3 separate regions of the Mus musculus genome follow, and all the other regions are linked to region 3. The links are chromatin contacts, called in public HiChIP or PLAC-seq maps. All regions are on one chromosome and are shown on one strand. Each heading gives the region's core, a stretch centred on a gene start, on an enhancer-like site or on the middle of the called end of the contact. The rest is flanking DNA. Distances are from core to core; before and after follow the strand shown. Region 1 overlaps Gm40135 (a long non-coding RNA gene). Region 2 has its middle 5.3 kb from the start of Gm40135. Region 3 overlaps Gm46822 (a long non-coding RNA gene).

Region 1 (2,700 bases), core at 127-2,626, 650 kb after region 3:
ATGTCATCACGTACTCCTGCTGGTGATTAAGAATAGCCGGTAACCTGGAAGCAAGGCCCCACCCTAAGCAAACACTCTAATGTGGGTTCTCTGGTGTCAGTGTCCTGGTCGTCTTGGTTCTCCCAGGCACACACCTACTTTTGCTGCTTAGTTTGTTCTTGTCCTTCAGATTCACTTGGGAACGGGACTCTGGGGACCTGACCTCCCTCTGCTGTAGACACACTCTGGGTCCTTCTTACTCAAGCGTGGCAGCGGACGCATCCAATCAGCCTCCTCGAGTGTGTCCCATGAGCCTGACTCAATGTGGCAAAGGAAGGGTTGACAGAAGTTTTCAGGGCAGATGAAAAGTGACCGAAAGAGAACTTTGCTAGGAGTTGGAAAGGTAGAATCCTCCTTCCCATTAACTCCCAGGTGAGGGAAGGTCACGGACTGCCTCAGGCTGAGGGAGCAGCCGGGAGAATGCGCCAGCCACGCCCTTGGGAAAGAGAGCATTTCCCACTAGAGTATTTCTCCACTCAGAGACAGTAACCATCACTGATAAAACGTTTGTAATTTTTTCCCATTTGATCAGTGGGACACACGTGTCACTTAGTGTGCGGCATTGTTGCAATACGCCTGCTGCAATAAGGCCAGCTCCTCACTGGGAAAGTGCCCTCAGGGCCCCAGGCACCTTGTGAGCTTCACAAAGAGGTGAACAAAACAGATTTGGTTCCAGCAGTAGGGGACGTGGGTGTGGGAGGAGCTGAAATGAGTCCCCTAAGTGGTTGAGAAGAGGCTGTGATTAGGGCTCTCAAGGAAAAGTAGACCACAGAGGAATGTCTCTGCCTGAAGAGGCTGGGAAACCGCGCATGCTCAGACTTGGCTTTTCCCTCCCATTCCTCTGGATGGAGGGTTGGAGGTTGCCCCACAGAAATAAGGCCTGGGCCTTCCGGAAGTCCTTCTTTGCCCATCGTCAGAAGTGCAGGTGAGGCAGGGAGACGTGACAAGAGGCCTGTGACTGTGAGTCACAAGGAAGTCAACTCTGGGACCCAGCAAACAAGTAAGGCTGTCATTTGGACTGCAGAAAGGATTGTACAAACCCCCTCCAGCAAACAAAATCAATCACTTAAAAAGAAAAGGCTAGCCCTTCAGAGAATTCCTCCCTTCCCTTTGGAGTGGAAACTGGGATTCTTGGGCCTTAGGCTTGCTTGAGCACCTGCCTGCAGAGCGAATCCTGCTTTCATTCACTCTAAGGCCATCTTGGTTTTCCCAAGTACCTTATGAATCACTGGGTCCTTTGTTTGTGACACAAAGGCACAGAGATAGTGATGGGCGTTCGGAGCCTCCCTCTTCCTGTTCCGGAGGCTTCTCCACTTAATGCAAAGATCTGCAATCACATGCTTTGTGGCCACGATGAATAAGTCTTCTCTTTCAGCTTTTCACATCAGGCTGTCTGTTAACTGGTGTGCTGAGGATGGGCGGCGACCTCGGGTTGTTAGGGCTGGAGACCCAGGCTCTGAGCCTAACAGCTACACTAGCAAAGTAGTAAGACATCGATACTTAAGTTGTATTCACAAGAACCAAGGCTGTACCAGACCACAAACTGTGACCTAAACAGAGACTAACAGGGCGATGGGTCATCAAAGAAACAGTAGCCAAGTAAGTAGTTACTGTTAACTTAGCTGTGGTATTACAGCCAATGGCCCCAACAGGAAGGTGCCTGGTGCCAACTTGGGTACACAGCTGGCAAGCTGTAGTCTAATTTTATAATCTAGACATTATGCTGAGCAAATTAGAATTTTAAAATTAGTCTTTGGTGTTGTTTTAACCACAACCTATATGTTAAAACTTATTTTCAATTCAGGAGTTACATTTAGCACGTACAAAGGAAAGCCGAGACACAGGTATCAAAGCTCTAAGGAACTAAGTTTCTATCCCAACAAGGTAAGATATTCCTACCAGTCTCTGTAAGGGTGAATGACTGAAAGTTCAAAACAGCTCCTACAAAAAAAAAAAAATTATAATTACATAAAATTTACATGGGGCTGGTGAGATGGCTTAGTGGGTAGGGGTGCTTGCTGCCAAGCCTGGTGACATGAGTTCAGCCCCTGGAATCCCCATGATAGAAGGACACACCTACCTCCACTCGTTGTCCTATAATGTCCTCATTCGTGCAGTAATGTGCACATCTGTGCACAGGTGAGCACACACATACATACATGCAAATAACAAAAATTTAAATGTATATACATAAGAACTCTAGAAGGAAAACATTAAAATACAGCAGTAGTTATTTACATAATTACACTGATGATTTTACAATTTCCACATTTAAAATTTTATTTGATAGATGCCAATTAATTTGCAATAAACTTTTTAAAACATGTGTTAAAATATACGATAACCTTATTTTCTTTAGGGTATTATTCAGGCCTACAGCCTTATTCACTGTGGCCTCACTTTCTCTCCTTACATATATTTGAATGAAGGATTAGACAGAAAATTTGACCTATAATAAGACTAACGAATGAAATGTTTGGGTTGAGCTCAGATTTCCTAACCAAATACTACAATAAAAACATTTGGGCTTTCTTTGTTTAAGATTTTTTAATTTTAAAGATGTTTAATTGTTTTATTTTATTTAATCTGGATATTTTGACTATGTGTATGTCTGTGTACCACATACATGGTTGTACGTTGTCATGTGGGTGCTGGGAATTG
Region 2 (2,700 bases), core at 48-2,547, 670 kb after region 3:
AAGCCCAAAGATTTTATTATTATACACAAGTACACTGTAGCTGACTTCAGACGCACCAGAAGAGGGCATCATATCACATTACGGGTGGTTGTGAGCCACCACGTGGTTTCTGGGATTTGAACTCAGGACCTTCAGAAGAGCAATCAGTGCTCTTAACCGTTGAGCCACCTCTCCAGCCCCACAATCTGAACTCTTGCCTGTGTGATGTACAGTATCTTTTCTATTTAAAGATTTATTTATTTATTAGATGGAAGTACACTGTAGCTGTCTTCAGACACCCTAGAAGAGGGCGTCAGATCTCATTACAGAGTGAGCCACCATGTGGTTGCTGGGATTTGAAGTCAGGACCTTCAGAAGAGCAATCAGTGCTCTTAACTGCTGAGTCATCTCTCCAGCCCGATGTACAGTATCATGAGGCCTCTGAATTTGCTCCCCAGGACTGTATCTTGTCCTCACTATCGCTCTAATACATTTGCTAACATAATATTCCCTTTCAAGTTTGATTATTTATACAACAAGTTGAGCCCAGCAGCAGAACAAATGATTAGGGTGCATAAAGCCGTGGGTTCAGACCCCAGCACTAAAATGAGAAAGAAGACAATGAGGTTTTGCCTAAACACACACGTAAGAGACAGTTTAAGATGCTGTTTTCCAAGGCTTCCACCCTACAAAATGCTCCATGAGATTCAGTTTGGAGCTGATTAACTGTATCTTAAAGCAGGCTCATCTTTCAGGGCTCAGCGGGGCCTCTCTCCCCATGACTTCTGTGATTACCTCTGTTTTCTCTCTCTCTCTCTCTCTCTCTCTCTCTCTCTCTCTCTCTCTCTCTCTCTCTGTCCTTTGCGCTTCCTCCTGGGTTTCTCTTTAGATCCCGTTGTCCCAGAGGAAAAACAAAAACAAGACAATCAAACAGAACACAAGATGCCTTGTATATCTAGTGTAGAAGAGAAATCGTGGCTCAGCTCTCATTAATCAACCGATTGGGTAGAGTTCACCAGCCGCTCACTTTGTCTTGTAAATAATTACTTAGAGTCTGAGGCCCATGAGCTCTGCTTGAAGTCTTCTGGCTCCATCTTCTGGATTAAATTGTAAGTATTTGGAGAAAGAACTGGGTGAAAGTCCACAGAGCAGGGTGGGACTTGAGGGAGTGAAATCAGGTGTCTGGGCTCAGGATTCCAGGAGCTCCTGACCCGTTCTCAATCACATCACCCCCATCCCCCACTCCCCCTACCCCCACCCCTGCCCAGCCGGCCTCAGGGAGACTGGCTGGGCCAGCTGCTGCCAATCTAGTGTTTTATCTGTGGGGTCATGACCTGCACTCTAGTGCTTCCTACTCTTCCCTGTCTAGACTTGCAGTCCACGGTCTGACATCAGTTCAGAGGCGCCCACCAAAGCCTCTGACAAGGGCCATTACAATAGCCAAGATGAGCTGAAAGCAAACAGATGAAAGCAGTAAAAATTAGAACTCACTCACCCGGAAAAGGCTGAAGGTGGATGAGCTCTTATTCTAACATCTTTGTACACAATACTAAGGCAGAAAAACTCTTCTGATTCTGTGCCGTTTATATTTAGCGGATACTTCAATATCTTGATCTTTTTTAAATGTATAGCAACAGGCTTTTATGAAGAAAGTCCATTTGCACTGTAGACTCCGTTCTAAGTTAACTTGCCCTTAGGCAAGGGCATGGCCCCTGCCCTTGAGGTCTGAGAAAAATCACAAAATGTCCCTGGAAGTAACAAAATAGACATAGTAGCTGCTGCTAGCTGATAACAACAGAGTGGGCTAAGAAAACCTAAGTCTTTCCTAGGTCAAGGTGCTCCGGTTTTGATGTACGCTCCCTCCTTATGGTTTAACCAGGTGCTGTAAACCAATTAGTTTAAAGACCTTCCACGGACCGGGCTCAATCGGCCCCCCTCAATTCGTGGGGAGTCAGGGGTTCCGGCAGGTGGACATAGAGTCGGCGAGAATGGGGTGACAAACAGACATGACACGAGAGAGTGTGTTGGATCTGAATGTAATGTCAAATTGAGCATCAAACTTTTTATACAGTAGAAAATAGGGAAGTTCGGTGACACATCGGCAAGGTACAATGAGATTACTGGATGCTTAATGACTATCACACAAAACAGGAATGCAAACACAAAGACTGGCAGGAACTGGGCAATAAAACAACTGAGACAAGGTCAGCTCTATCTAAGGTCAGCTATATTCTAGGAAGCCAGGTGTGAGGTCTTTACACTCCCAGGGCAAGGGCTTTCATGCCCAAGTCATGGCTCTAATTAGGGAGTTCCGTTCTAGCTAACCTTCTCATGAATAATGCAATACTTTAAAACCACAGCTTGATCTAATTCCTAAACCATTGTAAATTCCTGTATATGGGAGTGACTTGGCTTTTATTCTAAGTGATTGTGTGTGGGGACTTTCTACTAATAAGTAATGTAGTCTGCCATACATAACTATAATAAGAATTCTAAACTTGGGGCTGGTGAGGTGGCTCAGCGGTTAAGAGCACTGACTACTCTTCCAAAGGTCCCGAGTTCAAATCCCAGCAACCACAGTAACCATCCATAACGAGATCTGACGCCCTCTTCTGGTGTGTCTGAAGACAACTACAGTGTCCTTACATATAATAAAGAAATAAATCTTTAAAAAAAAATTCTAAATTTACGTTGCTAAGCTTGCCCTGAGATTTCTAACTC
Region 3 (2,700 bases), core at 41-2,540:
CCCTTCCCATGGCCCCTTTCCATCCTTCTCCTTGACTTATTGAACTTCACAAAATAACCCCGCCACTCACTGATCTCTCTGTGGGAAAATGCCTTTGTGATCTGTGCAAACTCAGTCTCTGGCATTAGGCCATGGGACTTGGGACCTCTGCTTCTGCCAATTTGCTTTTACTTGTTTATTTTATTTTATTTTATTTTATTTTATTTTATTTTATTTTATTTGTTGTTTGTTTTGGGGAGTTTGGTTTTTTGTTTTTTGTTTTTTGTTTTTTTGGTTGTTTTTTGGGAGTGTTTGTTTTGTTTTGTTTTGTTTTTGTTTGTCTGTTTGGTTGGTTTGGTTTTAGAGACATGATTTTTCTATATGGCCCTGGTTGTCATGGAACTCACTCTTTAGACTACAATGGCCTCAAACTCAGAAATCCGCCTGCCTCTGCCTCCTGAGTGCTGGGATTATAGGCGTGTGCCATCACGCCCAGCTTCAATTTATTTTTATTACCTAATGTTTCTGAGCTATAAGTTTCCCATATGTCACAGACATATGCCACAAATAGCGATTTTACGGTGTGGGGTAACAGAAGAAATGTATGTGGGGCTGGAGAGATGGCTCAGCAGTTAAGAGCACTGGCTGCGTGCTCTTCCAGAGGTCCTGAGTTCAATTCCCAGTAACCACATGGTGGCTCACAACCATCTGTAATGATATCTGATGCCCTCTTCTGGTGTGTCTGAAGACAGCTACAGTGTACTCATATACATTAAATAAATACATCTTTAAAAAAAAAAAAAAGAAATGTATGGCAGTGGGCATGGGGTAGACACAGTGGCAGACACACCCAGACCCTCCTGGGCCAGTCCATATGTCAGGGCTCCAGGAGCCTACCTATGCCTCTGAGTCTCTGTGCTATTCCCATGGTGACCCTGGATGGAGCTGAGAGTGGCCTTGCTATGCACTCTGTAGAGCAGACACAGTTACAATGATGTTGGACAGAGACTGGAGTTACTAATCTAGTCTTTGTGTCTGCTGGCGATAAGGAAGATTCTTTGTGGGCTATGGAATAGAATGTGCCAGAGCAGCATAATCACTGGCTTATTTATTAACCAAGCCAGGGAAACTTTATCCGAGGACCCTAACTTAACATTTGGGTCGTTAATCTTCACTTACCCAGACACCAGCTCCATCTAGAAACTTTAGGTTTTTCTAAACACAAAAAACTGAAGCCAATCCAAACAGAACAACAAAGTTCATTGGCCCCAGTGCTGGCCTGGACAACTGAGGACCTGCCTTTCATTCCAGATGCCACCCTTTGTCACATGCCTGGACGCTGCTCCCAGCCTCCTGATATTCCTGCCCTCAGCCCTAGGCTACAGGGATTTTTTTTTTAAATGAGATTAAAGTGTAACTATTGCAACCGGCTATGAGTAAGCAACAGCTTGCCAAGGCAGAGAGCTCCTGCCAACTCACCCCAGGGCCTGGGATGAGCTTTGCCGGATCGATAAGCTGGTGCATTCAGCTGGAAGGAGACCATAAGGTTGTCCGTGGGGGAAGTTGAGCTTTGTGCTGCCTGTGTGATCAGGGGATTGGGGCCGTCTTTGAAGAGGGTTCTGTGTTACCTTTTTTACCATTGAGTTCTTCATTGTCTAGTCAAAGGCAGCGAGAACTCTGAGGTGGTGGGTAAAGAGTGCCATGAAAAGACCCGAATCCTGTCTGTGTGACCAGGATCTGGTCTTCCTACAAACTGGTGAGGAAGGTACGTGAGGGAATTCTTTTGAAAGTAGATGCTCGTATTCTCAGGCAAGAACCTCAAGATACTGGGGTGGGGAGCAGTATGCATTCAAGAAGAAAATGAGTGGCAGAGGTAATAGAAGCAGACAGGAGATGCCGACACATGCCCTCTTCATGCTTCGCTGAGAGACGTTGGAGCTAATAAACATGCTTGCTTTCACAGGGACTCGGGCTCTAGGCTACTGACATATCCCAGTACCATGGGGCTGGGAATTAGAAGACAATGGCCCAAGTAAGGCCCAAACTTTGGCCAATGGATTCATGGTTCCTTCATGTCAGAAGAAAGTGGTTCCTACCCAGTTTAGAATTGCTTGGTTATAAAAAGTGGGGACTTTTGTGAACTTTTGCCCTGTAATGCAGGATATTTACATATATGTTTGTATGTATGTATGTATGTATGTATGTATGTATATGTATCTATATATACATACATATACATATATATATACACACATACACACACACACACACAATTTGTATACACAGTGTCTATGAAGGCATGAAAAGGACATTGGGTCTCCAGGAACTGGAGTTGCAAGCAGTGTGAGCTGCCTATTATGGGTGCTGGGAACCAAAGTCCTTAGGAGAGCAACAAACGCTCCTAACCGTGGAACCATCCTTCCAGATTCATCCACTTGCTTTCTAAACACTTGAAAAAATTCCTTTTTATACTTATGCTCAGAAGGAATTGTTGGGGTTTGTCTTGTGTGTTGTGTATTCGGAAGCTGAGTTTTGTGCCCCTCTCCAAATTGCAATCTGATCTTGGAGCACTGTATCACCTACGTACTGTGATGCTCCCCAGTAATCCCGATTGGTCAGTAAATGGCTGGGGCTTGTGACTGGGCGGAAAGGAAAGGAAAGAGAAACTTACAATCAAGAGCGAGGTCTTGAGAGAGGTCACCCAGGAGGAGAGAGAAGATG

What was found. HiChIP or PLAC-seq counts read pairs in DNA pulled down with a chosen protein or histone mark.
Region 1: an H3K27ac HiChIP or PLAC-seq map of extraembryonic endoderm stem cells shows a contact between it and region 3, with 6 times the contacts expected there. The contact joins two enhancer-like sites.
Region 2: a contact with region 3 is called in a FOXA1 HiChIP or PLAC-seq map of pancreatic cancer cells. The contact joins two enhancer-like sites. A contact is called at or near these places in 3 of 115 datasets of contacts at active chromatin or transcription factors (embryonic stem cells, extraembryonic endoderm stem cells and pancreatic cancer cells).

Annotation. Positions count from the first base shown.
Region 1 is chr3:121,557,692-121,560,391 of GRCm38.p6, reverse strand. It overlaps Gm40135 (a long non-coding RNA gene), which reads right to left. Exons shown (of 4, transcript XR_867598.2): 2 at 1,939-1,980; 3 at 1,257-1,513. Among named protein-coding and RNA genes, the nearest start is that of Gm40135, 14 kb to the right of the region's middle. Within about 2 kb of position 1,376, at least 44 of the 459 cell types and tissues checked have an H3K27ac peak or open chromatin away from gene starts, as enhancers often do. A contact at or near this core is called in extraembryonic endoderm stem cells, where this site is marked.
Region 2 is chr3:121,538,553-121,541,252 of GRCm38.p6, reverse strand. No RefSeq gene overlaps it. Among named protein-coding and RNA genes, the nearest start is that of Gm40135, 5.3 kb to the left of the region's middle. Within about 2 kb of position 1,297, at least 60 of the 459 cell types and tissues checked have an H3K27ac peak or open chromatin away from gene starts, as enhancers often do. A contact at or near this core is called in extraembryonic endoderm stem cells and pancreatic cancer cells, where this site is marked.
Region 3 is chr3:122,205,146-122,207,845 of GRCm38.p6, reverse strand. All of the region lies in intron 5 of Gm46822 (a long non-coding RNA gene), which reads left to right. Among named protein-coding and RNA genes, the nearest start is that of Gm40137, 5.0 kb to the left of the region's middle. Within about 2 kb of position 1,290, at least 44 of the 459 cell types and tissues checked have an H3K27ac peak or open chromatin away from gene starts, as enhancers often do. A contact at or near this core is called in extraembryonic endoderm stem cells and pancreatic cancer cells, where this site is marked.